4 separate regions of the Mus musculus genome follow, and all the other regions are linked to region 1. Evidence: chromatin contacts called from public Hi-C and HiChIP or PLAC-seq data. All regions are on one chromosome and are shown on one strand. Each heading gives the region's core, a stretch centred on a gene start, on an enhancer-like site or on the middle of the called end of the contact. The rest is flanking DNA. Distances are from core to core; before and after follow the strand shown.

Region 1 (4,156 bases), core at 935-3,434:
TGGAAAAGACCATATTTTAAAAAGCACAGAGATTGGAACCTCTCTGCTGTTTCTGGCCCAAATGAGGAAACTCCCAAGGCTCCTGCCATGGTAAGAAACCACAGTTAACAATGGTGAATAAAACCACATCTTAATTTCTCCCCGAATTTCCATTTTACAGAGAATTTGGGGGAAAAAAATCAATCTTCAGAGGCTGTGGAAAAACACAAAGTTGTGTATTTATTTTATTTTATTTTTTATCTTGGAAAAATGTCTGTATCATAATAAAGTCTCTCAAGACACCAGCTTGAGTCACGTCCCTCTGAGTTGGCACATCCAGCAGCAGGCCTTGGGTGTCGCAGGCCCTCAATAAGTGATTGTGTATCGAAGATGTTTGCTCTCCTCAAAACCAGTCGCCACAAATCAGCATCAAGTCAGGCCAGGCAAGAAACATTCTATTTTTAGTAGAGATGGCTCATTATGTTTGTCTGTGTCACTGAAACGTCTTAAATGAAAGAACAAACAAGCAAACAAACAAGCAAGCAGAATGATCATAGGTGGGGACGCTTGTTTTGGACATTAGCTCCACCCCTGGTGTAAATATGTTACTTTGTAACATAATGTGAAGATTCTCCTTAAGTACTGAGTTGAGTGGCCACCACTGCCTGCATTTCTTACCTCAGCCTAGTGGTGTCATTCTCAGATTAATCTGAGAAGCATCGGAAGCAGGGGAAGTTAGCCTCCAGACTCTGCCTCTCCGCTTTCTTCCTTTAAGTGTGTGTGGGGGGGGGGTGCGGGGGGGGGATGGGATGGGGGAGGGGGGAGGGGTGTGATTCTGCAGGCAGCACCACACAATTTTTTTCTCATCTGCATCTTTAGAAATGACAGGTGACTGGGGGAATCTCAGTGGAATTTAGCGAACCAGGTCCATGCAGCCTGCAGAAACGGTGTCTTCACTTCTGTATGGCTGTGGGGTCGTCACGGCCACTTGTCTACCATGAAGAGGTAGGAAAACCCTTTGGACTTCAACTGAGATGCCAGTCCCATGGCCAGCTATCTCCTTGTATGTCCCTTTCAACTGAAAAAGACATCATGTGATAACAGTTTTTATTTTTTTCCTGTTAATTATATTTTCCCTCCATTTGTAACAGCAATGAATACACTTAGAGAGATGGACTCTTTTGTGCTACAACAAACAAGCAAGGACATAAAGTAAACAAATGTTTCATAAGAGATAAGCAAAAGCTGCAATTATTACCATATGTAGTCGGTTTGTCTATCACCTGTCTGCATATCACCTATCTGTCTGTCTGTCTGTCTATCTATGCATCTATAAATCTATCTATCTATCATACATCTATCTATGTATCTATCCAAACACAGAGGAGGGAAGAAAGGGGAGAAGGGAGAGGGAGGGAGGGAGGAGAGAGAGAGAGAGAGAGAGAGAGAGAGAGAGAGAGAGAGAGAGAGAGAGAGAGAGAGAGAGAGAGAGAGAGAGAGAATCCTTTAGGAGAAAGGATTTGTCACATTCTGTGTTTGTAAGCAACTTTACTATTGTAGACAGTCAGTGTATTATCACGATGGCCCCTGGTGTATGTGCCATTACTGAGTATTTGGGGGGTGGGTTCAGGTTCTAGTTCTGTAGCCCCAAGTCCTTGGAGCACCATTTCTTAAAGCATTCTGTTTTAATCGTGTTCTTATGTGATTCATAGAGTGAAGTAAAGTTTTAAGGTAAATCTTATTAGGATGTGACTATTCTAATTTGAACCAAACAGAAATTCAGTTCCCGAACTTCTCTGGTATGCGCTCAGCAGGAGACCTGTGAAGTGAGCAAGACCTCTGCCCCTCCCTCTGACAGGCGACAGGCCTTCCCTGGTGTCAAGGTTGCTGGTGGAGGAAATGAAACCAGGACAACAGGGACAAAGATCATATAGCTACAGAACAGCAAGAAACTTGAAGAATCCGTGGCTTGAGTCTCCCTTTCCTCAAGGCTTCCAGTGGGTCTCGCGGCTTGGTCCAGGCAGTTGATGGGGTGGAATGCTGAGTGTGGGGGAGACTAAGTCTAATACAACGGGCAGCGAGCATGCCTGTGTGTCCTCCAGGGGGAGACATTTCTCTTTCTCCCATGGCTGTGTGTTACCCAAAGCTAAGGTGGTCAGTGACACATTTGCAAGGCATGTCTCTGGGACACAGAGCAGAACAGGCTTGCAGAGCAGCTGCCCTCTGTGAGACTGAAGACCGAACGACTGTCTGTTTGCCCTCCAGTCCACACTGTCTAGAGGCCAACTGCTGCTCCTGGCCAGCAGCGCCTCAGGCCTTCCCATCACCACCCCAGAGAAAACCGTCAGAAGAGCATTGGCAGTTGTATGTTCTTACAGGAGGCCTGGAGTGTCCTGTAGGGACCACCGTAGGGACAATAAGAGCCAGGGACATAGCCTGGCACTTGAAAGATCTGCCACACTGCCCAGTTTGATTTTACGTTTCTCCCTTTCAGCCACTGTTTAGCTGTTCAGTTTACTAGAAATGTCTGTAGTTCTTAAGTGGCTGGTGGCCATTTTTCAAGGACTTTCTTTCTTGGTGTCATTCCTCTTAAAGAATGAACTGCGCAACCACATGCGTCTAGGAGGGTGGGCGAGAGAAAGGAGCAGGCACAGGATTCAAAGAAGTCAATTTAGCTACTTATTAACCGTGCCTGGAAATGTGAAGAGGAAAAGGTGGGAACTAATGACTCCAATGGGTGTTTGAAAAGAACTGGCTCTTTTGTTCCCAGCTCCGTGAACCCTCTCTTTGGAGAACCCAGAGCTGGTCCTCAGTCAATGAGTGTGGCAAGGATCATTTCAAGAACAAATTGAGGAAACGTAGGCACGGGTCTTTCATCGCCTTTTCGCGGTGATTAGATTTATTTACCTCCCTTGCTGGCCCCTTCTCTTTCATGCTTTCCAACCGCTTTAAAATCAAGAGTGAAAAATGAAACCGAGTTCCGGCTTTTAAGAAAATGAGAGAGGGTGGGGGCTGGGCTGGCTGACAGGTGCACACTTCCTGGGAGCCAGAGAATAGCAAGAAGTTTAAGAAAAGAACTGTGTGACCATAGCTGGCCTTGCCTGGGAGAAAGTCACTAATTGAAAGTCTGGCCAACGTTAAATGTGCTGGTGAAGTGCACTGATTTATTGGGACCAGTGTGGGGGAAAGGTCTGTGGAGCAAATTGAAAGAACAAACAGGGAAACGGTGTGTTTTCCTCGCCGAGAGATAGCTCCAAACGTTTGTAAAAATCACTTTGTATTTCAATCCCCCTGCAAAACGGTGAAAAGTTCTGGTTCCTAACTTCTAAGAGTTACTGTGAAAACCCTTACAACATCCCTAAGGTGTTCCTTCCTTGCGTGGGATCCTGTCATCCTCGTGACCGTGTGAGTTCGGGGGGAAGCAGAATTTTGTGAAAATGTTTCTCTACTTTAGACTTTTCTACAACTTTCTACCCAATTAGAGGATGTTAGTGGGGTTTGCTGCGTAGTGTGCTGGTATTTTGTGACTCGCAGGCGCTGATCTGTTTCCCTGGCTGTCTCACAGTTCATGAAGAAGTCTGCTCTAAAAAATGGCTTCTCACCATTCTGAGGGCCATCCCATCCCATCCCATCCCATCCCCCCCACCCCATCCCACCCCACCCCACCCCATCCCATCCCATCCCACCCCATCCCACCCCACTCCATCCCATCCCATCCCACCCCACCCTACCCCATCCCACCCCACCCCACCCCATCCCATCCCACCCCACCCTACCCCATCCCGTCCCATCCCATCTCACCCCACCCTACCCCATCCCACCCCACCCCACCCCATCCCATCCCACCCCACCCTACCCCATCCCATCCCACCCCACCCCATCCCATCCCACCCCACCCTACCCCATCCCATCCCATCCCATCCCATCCCCCCCACCCCATCCCACCCCACCCCACCCCATCCCATCCCATCCCACCCCATCCCACCCCACCCTATCCCATCCCATCCCATCCCATCCCATCCCACCCCATCCCACCCACCCCATCCCATCCCCTCTTCATCCTTCTCTACTGGGTTCTCAAGGCTTGCCCTGAGTCAGTTATGGGTATGCAGCATTTACATTGCCATTATCAGTGACAACATGCAGGGACCTTAGTGGCACTTGGGAGTTAGAATGC
Region 2 (4,156 bases), core at 423-2,922, 360 kb after region 1:
GGAAGAGGGAAAGGAGGAGGAGGAGGAAGAGGAGGAGGAAGAAGAGAAAGAAATCTGTAGTAAAGGTCTCTCAGTCCTGTGAAGAGAGCCTGTTGGCCAGCTGTAAATTTTCAACAAGTTGTACAGATGCCCTTGGACAAAATGTGACATCTCTGTGACACTATGGGTGCCCATCTATGGATACAGGGAAACTCTGAAGGAGGAGGATGTTGTGAAGCAAGGTGTCTGCAGATTTCTGAGACCCCTTCAGCATGTCTGCTGCATTGTCTCAGAAGCCTGCTCCTTCCCTCCTCACCTACAGCTGACGGGTGGACACAGGCTCTAGATCCTTGCTGACACTCTAGAGCAGTATCACAATGGCAGAAATCCTAACTAAGATTCCTTGGTGTGTACCATATACGGCTGTGGAGCTTCTAGTAGGAAGCAAATACCCAGACACTAAGTGCTTGAATCTGCCTAGAGTAACCACCTTCAGCCCAGGAAACTAATCAAGGCTGGAACACATGTGAACTGGCAAGCCCTAGGTTTGAAGGATAAGTGGGAAAGAGTGTCATCCTAGAGTCTGTTGGGGGAAGAATGGATAAAAGAAAGAGTGAGTGAAAGGCAGGTCTGGACCAGATGACCTGGTTTCCTGAGGAACCAGTGAGGTAGGGGGAGGACCAATCATTGTTTGAGTTATTGATGCAAATGGGACACCCAATGCAGTGGTGTTTGGAGGGTGGGAAGGAAGGTGCATTTGGAGTCTCCCTGTGCAAGACAAGAGATAGTGTATTCACTGGGGAGATAACTCTCTTTGTAGAGAGAAGGCTTGAGTCTCAGTGTCCTTACAGAGAGGTAAGGCTTCTCTTACCCAAGAGAGTCATCCCTTCATGTGCAGCAGACATAGCTCCCAGCAGCTAGAAACACCTGCATCCTTTGGTTCCTCCAAATCTCTGTTCATTCCAAGGCCAGGCTACAGAACGAGCTTCCTAATGAAAGAGGAGGAGGATGGAGTTCATGGACACTCTGGTTGGATCTTCACCTTCGATTCTGTGTGGCAACCTGGCTTCAGGGTGGCATTCCATGGTGCCCACTTGTGCCGTGGCTTGATGCTGCACGAACCAGCTAGAAAAACCTGGCAAGCATGGGTCTCAAGTGGTGAATAATTTCGAGATCTGACATCTCTGAGCACGGGTTCTCCCTTTAGCCTTCTGAGGCCCGCACTGCTTGAGGAACATCACAGCAGAGAGGCAGAGGTTGAGAGGAGTGTGGGAAGGAAGACGCCCTCCTCTGACTATCTGACTATACTTCTCATACCACCCCAAGATGGACCCTGCACACCCCAGGCTGCAGCAAGCCATCAACATGACAGGGATTCAGGGGCCTGACTTGGTCTTCCCACGTGTGCTCAAGCTGTTTCCCCTGCCTGGGGAGTGAGGAGGGGGGGTGCGGGGGGGGGGGGGGACTGGAGACTTTCACACCTCCTTCCTCTGTCGCTCCGATACCTTCCACATGTGGGACACAAGGGAGGCCAAAACCTTTTCCTTCTTTGACTGGGCTGATTGATTTCACATGCCCACTCCATGTGTGTCTGGGCTGCCGGAGGATCTGACACGCCCATCACCCATCTGCTCACGCTTAGAGAGGGCAGAGACCTGGAAGCCACACATGGCAGAGGTCTGCCTCTCCACTCCCTGGCAGGAAATACCCTATACTGCAAGCTTTCTTCTAGTTGAGCATATAACCGTGAAGTGGGGCCTCTGCCTAAAGAGCTTCATATAATGCTGGGCAGGTTGTGTAAGCCCATTAAGCCTCACTTTCCTTAGCTGTGCAATGGGGCTAATGCCAAGATGTGTATACAAATGGATCGGGATGATTCTGGTAACTGCCTCAGGCATCAGGCTTCACACTGGCTAGCCATCCGTTTCTCCACAGAGAATTCTGTCTGCCATTGTATTCTTCTCCCACATCTGCTCCTAGATATGCACCCACTGAATTCCTTACTGCACACCTAGAGAGGAAGACAGACAAGGAGAGGGGGCCACAGGGTCCCTGTGTTCATTTGTCTGAGACCAACCTGCACGGTTTCCAGTAGCTCTCCCTCCACCACCACCACCACACTGCTTCCTGTCAGATGTCTGCTGCATGTTGCCTTCCCCCACCACCCAGGCAGCCCCATCCTGAGTTGATTTAGGGAAGGTCTTTCATGTGGCCCCCTGGATCTCTAAACCCTTCCTGGAGCAGATTTATTCATCTCTGTTCCCGTGCCTCTTTTAACTTGGTGCTTGATTTTGATTTGTTTCCTGGATTTCCCAGCTGAGCCCAGAGATGGGGATGAAAACTTCCATTGGTGGCAGCCACGAATGTCATAAAGGAGTCAGCCGCAGCATGTTTATGGAGGACAGCTGGTCCCCAAAGCAGGGAGAATGGGGTGCAGAGTGGAACATTCACCTGGCACGGAGTTGTACTACTGTATGTGTAGCGCTCTCTCTCTCTCTCTCTCTCTCTCTCTCTCTCTCTCTCTCCCTCTCCCTTTCCTTTTGCTGATTATTAGAAGGACTCATAGCCCTGATAATTTGGAAGACTGCCTATTATTGTGATGCATTACTCCACTTGCTTATTTGCCGTAATAGATGAAGTATCTATCAAACTAATCATAAACGTGGCAATAAGCAAGTGAACCTTGCCTTTCCCTTCCCTGGCCGCTCACTATGTCAATTTTTTGACAGGGCCGTTGTTTTTAATCTCAACTTCTAGTTATTGGCCCAGAAGTGACATTGCACATTTTTCAAGTTAACTGCACAGAAGGAATTAGTAAGGCCTATATAAACCACTGTGTGCTGCACACAGTAGCCCATCTACCTATAACAGTTGGGAAGCACTGATGAGATAGAAAACAGCTTCCAGAAGGGTCTCTGTGGTTCAGAGCTTCACAACCCCGCCCCACATCCACAAGTGTATGCGAGTGACGGTCTAGACAGTATGACTTTGCAAACCGTGTGGTCTCTGGCAAGTATTCTACTCTGATCTCACAATCCGAAAGCAATTTACTTGTGGCACTTGATGAGTGACCATGACTATGTACAAAAAAAAAATTATTTGTGGACACAGATAGTGGGAACCAGCATTCATCTATGGCCCATAGTCTGCTGACTGTTTTCTTAGAATAAAAGTTTGTTATGCAGGACGAGGACGGTAGCCCCGCTGACAGAATACTTGCCTAACATGAACAGAGCACTTAGCCCTGGGAGACAGGGCTGTCTGTCACATTGGTGCTTGGAAAGTAAAGGCACGAATCTCATCCTTGGAGACATAGTTTGAGGTCAGCACTGGCTCAATGAGACCCTATCAAAAACAAAAGCTTAGGAGGGCTCAGAATCGGGACTACCCAGCAGGAAGTGATGCTCACCCTTTAGTGTTTTAGCTTTGGGCATCCTGTGTGAAAACTTAGCTCCTTAAAATCACAAGGGTTCAAGTCTCCTGTCCAGAGCCTTTGCCATAGCAGCAAACTCCCACTGCAGGGAGAACACTGGCCTGTTTGTTTCCCCCAAGGTCTATGAGCCTCTGGAAGTAAGTAGCTTTGACCTCTTCCTCAAAGTCTAAAGCATAAACAGTGAGACCTCCTACATCCTGGATTTAAAAACTATTAACAGAAATGCTGAAAGGACTCAAACTGAAGTTGGGAGACATAACCCAAAGGAATGGGTCTCAACTGGGGGTGGTCTGGCCCCAAGTGACCACTTAGCAATGACTTTTATCTCTCACCCAAACTACTGAGCAATGTGGGCCAAATCTCCTCGGTAGTTAGACAGGCTCTCCCCGTATCACCTGCAAACATGGGCATGACAGGAAAGCCAAAGTAACCTATAAAAACCATTCTGCGAGTCCGTTAGACTTTACTGTAGAGACCACAGCTGCTGCTGAGCACCCTGCACCAGACAGCTCCCCTCTGGCCCCAGTGAAGAACTCTGCTGATGTTGAGACAACCTGGAATCGAAAATACGCATCCTTTCACCAGCTGATAGAGTTTATCTGAAGTTTGCATAATGTAGCCTTCCCCGTCACCATACAGGATTGTCCGTGCCAGAAGAACGACATGAAAGAGGGCACACAAAGCCAGCCTGGCCTGGTCACTGGTTGCTGGGCAGAAGCTCAGTCCTCACTGCCAGCTAACTCA
Region 3 (4,156 bases), core at 567-3,066, 280 kb before region 1:
AAAAACAACACAACCAACACAACAATGGTCAGAGCTGCCCCACCTTGGGAAGGCCCAGCCTTGGTACTGTCTCTTTGTTTTTGAGTACTGAGCACCCTGCTCCTGTACCCTTTACCTTGGACAGGACCCATGGTTCTGAGTCTGAAAGTGGCCAGACTCAGGCTAGAAGGTCTCAAGTTGGCCAGCAGCGATTCTGTCCTACATGGCAGGTTAATGTTTGGCCATTTTGTCCCAAGAGAGAAAGTAGAACAAGCGCACACTGGTTTCTGAGCTGGAAGCTGCACCTGGGACCTTTGTCAGGAATTCGACAAGTTGGATCACCCAGGAGCAAACTTGCTTTTATAGAACAAGAAAGTCAAGTGTGAACAGAAGGGAGCATGGCCCATAGGAGGGAAGAAGTGGCCCAGTGAGTGTGTTTGTGTCTCCTCATGTGGCCAGGTGTGTGTCTGTGTGTTTGTGTATTGTATGGGGGGGGGCACGTGTGTACCCAGGAGTGCAGAGATCAGAGGAGCTGCCAGGTGATCTCTGCCTATGCTGACTTGGAAGACAAGCGATGTGGGATTCTGAAGGAGGAGGCCTGGACGCTACCGAGTCATTTCCTGAACTCTTGACAAAGACATTCAGCACACTTGACTTCGGGTCAGTGGCGATTTGCCTTGAGAGTGACTTGAAGCAAGTCTTCATGGATTCAGCATATGAGGATCGGGGCTAAATGGGACCTTGGGATTATCTTTTAGAGCCCCCATTTTGTGGTGGAAGCCCCAAGAGTTTGAGAAACACTCTGAGGAGAAGCCACAGGACCAGAATCCATGTCCCTGCCCATTTTGATGGGTTTTCCCCTTCCTGCATCCACCTCTCAGACTGCGTGGTCTAGATGCCCTTCTTCAGGGGTCCCTGAAACCATCTGGAGCCAGGAAACTGGATCAGGGCTGTGGGAGGAGAAAGGGAAGTGGTACCCTACACCCAAGAAAAAAAGAAGACTGTCGGTATGTCTGTCTGTGTCCATCTTTCTCAGCTGTCACAGTATGAAATATTGAGTGCAGCTTCTTTTAGTGATAGAAGCCCAGACATTGAGACACAAGTGACCTGGTTCACATCATATGCTGAGATCAAAACAAGAAGTGTCTAGTGTGTGTTCTTTGTGTGTGTTTGTGATATAATGGGACACACAGAGCCTACCCCGTAATTACTGGGACAGTAAACAATTTCAGTCCACCTCTGGGAGACTCTCAACTACTTTAAGATCAAAAGGTGTTCAGAATGTGGCTGCAGACTCAAGCCAACCCTAAAGGGGAGGGGGAGTGTTCTGACTGCAGAGGTCTCTTTGGAGTCTCTGAAACCGGTTTTGTTATTTTGCCTCCCAGGTCTTGTCTGTACATTGGATCCCCACTGCCATCCCGTAAGATGATGTGCACCCCTGAAGAGGTTCTCACTTGGAGTGTGCCATGGTGTGGGGGCCATTAAAGATCCCAGTGTTCAGCTGTCTGCAGTTTCTCTCTGAGACTCTGGGATACAGGAGCAAGCTGCTACAACTTTCCCAGCTGGAACATTCCTGTTTCAAAGACCTTCAGCTATGAAGGGAGACGAGAGAGTGGTTACTGTTACACAATCTCTTAACTGGTAGCGTTTGGTGCTAAGTAAAGAGGCAGCCAATGCTTTATTTATTGTTTAGTTCAAAATCAGAGTTAAATATAGGTATCCAGTGTACGACAAATAATATACTTGATATTTTCTCAGGAGGCTCCCTTAAACACAGACACAACTTCACGGACTTTGCAGTCTTGAGTCATTACACATTCGTCCACCAGGTGGCGCCAGAGGACTGTTGCACTAAGGATGCCGAGTTGGGCTTTTAAAAGGGCTCCATCAATTCAAGTCACCAAAGGTGTCCCTCCTAGTGCTCCCCATATTAGCAGGAGCCAAATAAGGCAAAACAACTCCCTGTTTTGCTTTTGGGACAAAAAAGTCAGACGGTTACTTTCCTTTTGGGAAGCAGTAACTGTTCAACCAGCGAGCACTGAGCAGATGAAGGGATATGAAGCAGGGACGAGGCTTGGCCAGTGTGTATGAGGGGTGAGTTCAGGGCGGAGGAGGGGCCAACTGTGTTGCGCTACAGATGAGCCCTAAGTAAATGAATAATGTCTTCAGCACTGCAGAGAAAGACCAGGCAGACGCCAACTTCCGTCTTAATTGAGAATTTAGACACTACCCGAAGGACAGGCAAACACAAGAGCTGCCTTTAAGGAGCTGACTGGACCACCCACGCAAAGTCCTCAGGGCCTCAGAGTGCCTCATCTGGTAGATGTTTCTAGAAGGGTGCGTTTTGTGGAGTGCTGGGAAGAATCTTTTTCTGCGGACAGATCGCTCAGCATGAGAGGGGTGCGCTAGATCTGGGGGCAGAGCTTCGAGGCACTCTTGGCTCTTTTGTCCACAGGCAGCTGACAGACTGCAGATCACTGCGGACTGACTTAGTCCTACCACCCACCAACTTGACACTGGTGGTCTCAGGAAAAAAACAAAAAACAAAAACAAAAAAACCAAGCAAACCCCATGGCCGGCCAAGTTTCCTTCTGTAGTGACCTGTTTCTGCATCTGAGATTCAATCAGCCTTGCGTTGAAAATTGTTTTGGTTTGCTTTCTGTTGCTGCGATAGAAACACTATCCAAAAGCAACTTGTACCTCATCCACTGTCAGGTCACTGCCCATCCCAGAGGGACATCAGGGCTGAACTGCTTGCTATTCACAAAGCCTTGCTTCCAAACTGGAAACGCACTGACACCCAAGGACACACAGCAGGACACAGGGAGGCAAGCTGTTTGCTGGCTTATGCTCTGCTAACTTCCCTGTACACACAGAACTACCTGCCTGGGGACAGTACAGCTCACGGTGGCCCGGACCTTTCTACACCAATTAATAACCCTGACAGTCTGCACAGGTCAGTCTGATCTAGGCAGTGCCTCAATCCCTGCTTTCCTCTCAGATGACTGTAAACTGTGTCAAGTCAGCAGTGAATGGTAACTAAGTCAACAGCACACCTATTGGTGCAATGTTTACGTTGGACTAAGCTTTAAATAGTAAAGATTTAAAGCACACATATGTGTGGGCGATTTGCAAATTGTTTGCCATTTTGTGAGAGGGCCTTGGTATCCACAAGGGAATCCAAGGATGCTAGATACCTGTCTTCTGGGTTGGTCTGTGTGACCATCAGTAATCCATTCATACTGTGGCACCCCTAAAGGGGGTAGCTCTGCTTAGAGGACTCCGGGTGGTGACAGTTTTTGTCTCTTCACTGGGGAGCATAACTGATCTCAAATATCAAATATGGCTTCTGGACCACCAACCACCCTACCGTATGGGAAGTTGGGCTGCAGCTTCACGGACTGCCCAACACAACACTTGGAGTTTTACCTCCATTTGCTCACGGGGAAGGCCATTCTTTGCCCAAATCCCCTGACTGGGAGGAGACAACACAGGCTTCTTGTTCATCCAGCCTTTCCCTGGCTGCTCTCTGATGCCCCTCAGCGACTGTGGTCAAGTCTTTGAGAGTGAGAGGCAGGGACGGTGGTGAGAACATCGGGTGTGGGGCTGGCTTTGTCTTTGTTCTGTCTGTCTGTAGGTACCGGGGCTTCTGGGAAGGAGTGAGCAGGGGAGGGAGGGCCAGACGAACTCACCCTGAACACTGTTGGGCCTTTTCTTTCTCTGGGCTTTGGTTCATTCTTCAAGTCCTGACATGCCCATGGCTTGTGTACAGTGGCAAGGGGAGCTGGCAGCAGCTGCAGGCGTGCTGGCTGGCCAACCTCATGGTATTGTTTTTGACTATTATCTCATGTGCAGAATGACAGCGACCAGGGCTTGGTGGCCCTCTTTGTTTATGTACATCTTTTTGCTTTGGGAAAGGGGAAGAAAGAACTGGCTCCCTTTAAGAGACATGAACACCGACAAACAAAAGTCAGCTAAGAAGCCCAGATCACACGGGGCCTGTCCTGGGCAGGAAGTGGGGCCTCAGCGTGAGCGTGTACGTTACAGTAAGTTCTCAGCAGACTGAAAACCCTTTCATCACGTTCTGCCCCCCCCACCCCCACACACGATTTGACTTCATCAGCGACATCACTCAAGCACAAATGGTATTCGTCAGGGGTAATCGGCCAACCCCGGA
Region 4 (4,156 bases), core at 866-3,365, 260 kb after region 1:
GATCGCTTCTTCCTAAAACAGTTATGCTGAAAGCTTCCAGCCCCACCTGTGCGTGTATGCATGTGTGTGCATTTGTGTGTGTGAGTGTATGTATGTGTGTATGTGTGTATACATGTATGTGTGCATGCTTGTGAAGGCCAGATGTTGCTATCTGGTGCTTCTCTCTCTTACTCTACATCCTATATTTTAAGGCAGGGCCTTTTGCTGGGTCAGGAACTCAGCATTTTGGAAAGAATTTCTGGCCACAGGAATCCTCCTATCTCTGCTAGGATTGCAGGTAGTTGTGGCCTTGGCCTCCTTTTTCTAGGGATGTTGAGGTTCTGAACTCAAGTCTGTAGTGCACATCTTACTCACTGAATCATCTCCCCAGCTCCTAAGGGTCCATTTTGAAGACAATTTGCTTATATTTATGAAAACCCTCTTTCCAAATACAGAAACATTTAACAGGTGGGGCTGGAAGCTTTCAGCATAACTGTTTTAGGAAGAAGCAATCCAACGTATGACAAGTGCCTGGCTTAGGTTTAGTTTGAAACTGAGCTCCAATTCCAAAAGAAACATGCTCTAATTTTACTTCTAAATGTTTGCAATCAGTGCACTTTTTATAAGAATTTTCATTTTATGTGTAGGAGGGTTTTTTGTCTGCATGTGTGTATATAAGCTATGTGTGTGCAGTGCCCACAGAAGCCAGAAGAGAATTGTGTATGCCCAAGAATAGTTGGTCATGAGCTGCCACATAGTTGCTGGATATCAAACCTTCATCCTCTGCAAGATCAACAAGTGTTGTGCACTGCTGAACCAACCCTCCTGCCCATCTTAAGTTCCCTTAATAAGCTATGGCGTATTGAAAGTTTTGTCACTTGCATTCCTCCAGGATAATTATGTTATCACTTAGAAATAAAACAACACATCAGGACTATCAGGAAACTCAATGGTTACATGTACGCTTGTGCACACACAGATACACATGCATGCTTATGAACACACACAGGCACACATGCATGCTTAGGCACACACACAGGCACACATGCATGCTTATGCACACGCACAGGCACACATGCATGCTCATGCATACACACATAGAAACACAGGCACACATGCATGCTCATGCATACACACATAGAAACACAGGCACGTTTTTCTAATCTCTTATACACCTCATTTCAAGAATTTAATCAAATGCATCTTGAAGTATTACTCATGAAATGTTTTATCTCAGCTTTCCCCCTCCCCATTTAAAAGTAAACAAAGAGAGAGGCAGGGGGTGGGGGGAGGAATGATGGGAGAAGAAGAAGCTGACACACCTGCCGTGCAGACATTCGGCCTCCTTCCTCCACCTGTTTCCCAGTCTGACCTTTACCCAATGGTAGCCATGGAGGGACTCTGAAGTCCAGGTTTGGGGGAGTGTCACAAAGGCACATTGGTACAGTAGCCAACAGTATGGATTTGATCTGGGGCTGGAGTTGAGCTGCCCACTAGCTCATCCTGTGTCTTGAGTGATGGTAGTCAGTCTCCCTCAAATTGTGGATGTGATCTGGGAATGAAGAGATATCTGGAAAGTTCTTAGCCAGAGCCAGGCATCTAGGAGGTGCTCAATAAATGCCAGCTGGTTGGTGATGTATGAGCTGCTAAGTGGGTAGAGTTTTTATAGTGCTGTGTGTCCAATTGTGTGGTTCAAATTTATAAATAATTTGGAATAGAAGTAAGAACAAATAATAATTTAAATTAGTAGTTATAGGGGTTTTCTGTTTGTTTTGATTTTATTGTTATTTGTATGCTTTTCGATTTACACAACTATGAAGATTGAAGTCTAAAACATACGACCCTGGCCTCTCTGCTTGATGTTCCTGTGACACATCTGCCTTTGGCGCTGATCTTAGCAGGAGACAGGGATGCTCAGAGAGAACACGCCTGGAAGCAGGTGAATTTGCGCATGACTTTAGAAATCACGGACCACTTCTGGGCCTCGGTTTCCTCATCATAAAACAGGATTTGTTAAGAGCCAGGAGAACAGGACCTTCAAAAAAAGGTTATGACGCAGACCTTCAGAAAAGGCAAGTGTTGCTCATTTTCCATAACTGGTCTCCACCTGCTTCACGGCTTCCCTTTCCCACCACAAAAGGGGAAGCAAAACCAAGCCAGCCTGTGCGAGCATTGCCCCAGCTGGAAGCTAGCAGTGTAGCTCGGGCAACTGCGTTGCTTTTGAAAAATGGTCAGTCTGCTGAAGATCTGAGTTTAGTCACTTTGGGATTCTCCCTGGAGGGTCATCAAAACCCTTAGGTCTCTACAGTCTGCCCTGAAAGCAAGGTGGGATTGGTAGCTGCTAGAGCCACTTTGGGTCTGAGGGCTGCCTTCTGAGTTCCTTCTGCTCTGTACAACAGCAAGGTAAAAATAAAGTAATGCTTAAAGCCACATGTCACTTGATCCCATGGCTGTGAAATGCCTCAGGAGCTGAGAGTCCTCTGTGGGCATGTAGAAATGTAGTGCGCGTATATACACCTGGGCACACACACATTCACTTAAAACAGACAAACTGACAAAGGGATGTGAGAGTAGGGTCTTAGCTGCGTGGGGTGGGGGTGGGGGTGGGGGTGGGATGTAAAATGTAGAGTCACTGCCATACAGATTTCTCTCTGGGTGATGGAATATTCTGGAAATGGGCAAAATGATAGTTGCACATTAAGAACAAAACAGAAGCTGTTCCGTTTTATATTAGAAAAGAATGATTTTTTTTTTTAGAATGGAAATTACACCTCAATTTTTAAAAATAACTCACCAGAATTTAAGTTGCTCTCTCCGTGCTTCAGTTACTTTGTGCATACACTATTACAACTGGAATTTCTGGTGCTGTGGGAAAGGAATCAACCTTGCTGTGGGTCTGCTCCTGAGCTACTTTGTCGCCTGCTGCTGGTGTATCGATGCTTTAGTTATTGCTCGGCCTCAGTGTGAGCGAGCATGTCTCGCTTTCTTCTCAGTCTAGAAGATCGGAACGGTCCAGGAGAGTGAACTTTTCTATCTCCACGTCAAAATCAGTTTTTCTGTGTTGTAAAACTAGGTTGAGACTTTGGTAAGAATTTCATCTATTCTATGAGTCAGTCAGGGGGTGGGGGGGCTGTGATCCTAACTCCCTTAGGGTGTCTGTTGCTGGAATGAAACACCAGGACCAAGGGCAACCAGTGGAGGCAAGTGTTTGTTTCATCTTACTGCTTGTAACCCACCATCAGGGGAAGTCAGGCCAAGAGCTCCAGGCAGGAACCAGCAGGCAGAAACTGATGCAGGAGTCATGGAGGAGCATAGCTAACTGACTATATGACTTGCTTGGGCTTTTCTTACACACCGCAAGACCACCAGGAAGGGCACTGCCTACAGTGGACTAGGCCCTCCCCCATTGTTCACTAACTAAGGAAATGCCCTACAGTCTTGCCTACAGCCCAATTTTAGGGAAGGCATTTTCTGAACTTAGAGTCCCTCTTCCCAAATAACTCTAACTTGGGTCAAGTAAAAAAAAAATGAACTAGCCAGGATACTTAATATACTTAGTCTTCCAGGACATGTCTATTGCTTAATTTAGCTGTTGAGTTCTTGAAGTTGGATTTTGTGATTTCATCCATGTTTTATAATTCCAGCATACAGAATACAGGCCCTACCTATTGTTTTGTTAAAAGCACACATATATTTATTATTATTATTATTATTATTATTATTATTATTATTATTACTATTATTGGGGGAGAGACAAAGAGGAGAGGTGGGTAGGTAAACACAGTGCTCAAACATACCATGGCATTCCTGTCCCTTGGGACACTGAGTCCCAAGGATTGAACTCAGGCCTTCAAACTCGTGTTTGCAATCATTGTCTCCTCCTGTCCACTCGTGATCTGGGTAAATTCTGAGCTCCGTATGTCAGTCATGCTTGTGGCCACTCTGCCCAGCTTCGTACTTTAGTTATGCCGATGGCTACTCTGCTTGCTGACTTGACTTGGTTCTGAGAAGTATGCTTCTTATGGTTGTATAATTCCCTGAGGTTTTGTCTTTAGTGCATTTATTTATTTAATGGGATTGGGGGTGGCGGCTACAAGCTATAGTGTGTATAGAACAACTTGTAGGAGGTTGTAAGTGTGGGAATTGAACTCGGGCCGTCAAGATTGGCAGCAAGCAC

What was found. HiChIP or PLAC-seq counts read pairs in DNA pulled down with a chosen protein or histone mark. Hi-C and Micro-C count contacts between places; a contact is called where the count stands out from the background.
Region 2: a contact with region 1 is called in a RAD21 HiChIP or PLAC-seq map of pro-B cells, with 6 times the contacts expected there. The contact joins two enhancer-like sites. A contact is called at or near these places in 2 of 15 datasets of contacts at CTCF or cohesin (large pre-B cells and pro-B cells), 5 of 484 Hi-C or Micro-C datasets (cerebellum, double positive thymocytes, large pre-B cells and 2 more) and 1 of 115 datasets of contacts at active chromatin or transcription factors (pancreatic cancer cells).
Region 3: a contact with region 1 is called in a Hi-C map of CD8 T cells, with 2.7 times the contacts expected there. The contact joins two enhancer-like sites. A contact is called at or near these places in 15 of 484 Hi-C or Micro-C datasets (CD4 T cells, CD8 T cells, the N1E-115 cell line and 7 more), 1 of 115 datasets of contacts at active chromatin or transcription factors (memory CD8 T cells) and 1 of 9 other capture datasets (embryonic stem cells).
Region 4: a contact with region 1 is called in a RAD21 HiChIP or PLAC-seq map of pro-B cells, with 6 times the contacts expected there. The contact joins two enhancer-like sites. A contact is called at or near these places in 3 of 15 datasets of contacts at CTCF or cohesin (large pre-B cells, pro-B cells and stem cell-derived epiblast-like cells), 16 of 484 Hi-C or Micro-C datasets (3T3-L1-derived adipocytes, the 63-12 cell line, the C10 cell line and 10 more) and 4 of 115 datasets of contacts at active chromatin or transcription factors (bone marrow-derived dendritic cells, large pre-B cells, regulatory T cell precursor and 1 more).

The regions. Positions count from the first base shown.
Region 1 is chr16:93,291,144-93,295,299 of GRCm38.p6, reverse strand. No RefSeq gene overlaps it. Among named protein-coding and RNA genes, the nearest start is that of Gm30588, 31 kb to the right of the region's middle. Within about 2 kb of position 2,184, at least 98 of the 459 cell types and tissues checked have an H3K27ac peak or open chromatin away from gene starts, as enhancers often do. A contact at or near this core is called in the 63-12 cell line, CD8 T cells, the G1E-ER4 cell line and 5 more, where this site is marked.
Region 2 is chr16:92,925,842-92,929,997 of GRCm38.p6, reverse strand. No RefSeq gene overlaps it. Among named protein-coding and RNA genes, the nearest start is that of Gm41499, 29 kb to the left of the region's middle. Within about 2 kb of position 1,672, at least 64 of the 459 cell types and tissues checked have an H3K27ac peak or open chromatin away from gene starts, as enhancers often do. A contact at or near this core is called in double positive thymocytes and pro-B cells, where this site is marked.
Region 3 is chr16:93,574,566-93,578,721 of GRCm38.p6, reverse strand. No RefSeq gene overlaps it. Among named protein-coding and RNA genes, the nearest start is that of Setd4, 27 kb to the left of the region's middle. Within about 2 kb of position 1,816, at least 36 of the 459 cell types and tissues checked have an H3K27ac peak or open chromatin away from gene starts, as enhancers often do. A contact at or near this core is called in CD8 T cells and uterus, where this site is marked.
Region 4 is chr16:93,026,815-93,030,970 of GRCm38.p6, reverse strand. No RefSeq gene overlaps it. Among named protein-coding and RNA genes, the nearest start is that of Gm41499, 72 kb to the right of the region's middle. Within about 2 kb of position 2,115, at least 91 of the 459 cell types and tissues checked have an H3K27ac peak or open chromatin away from gene starts, as enhancers often do. A contact at or near this core is called in the 63-12 cell line, the G1E-ER4 cell line, bone marrow-derived macrophages and 2 more, where this site is marked.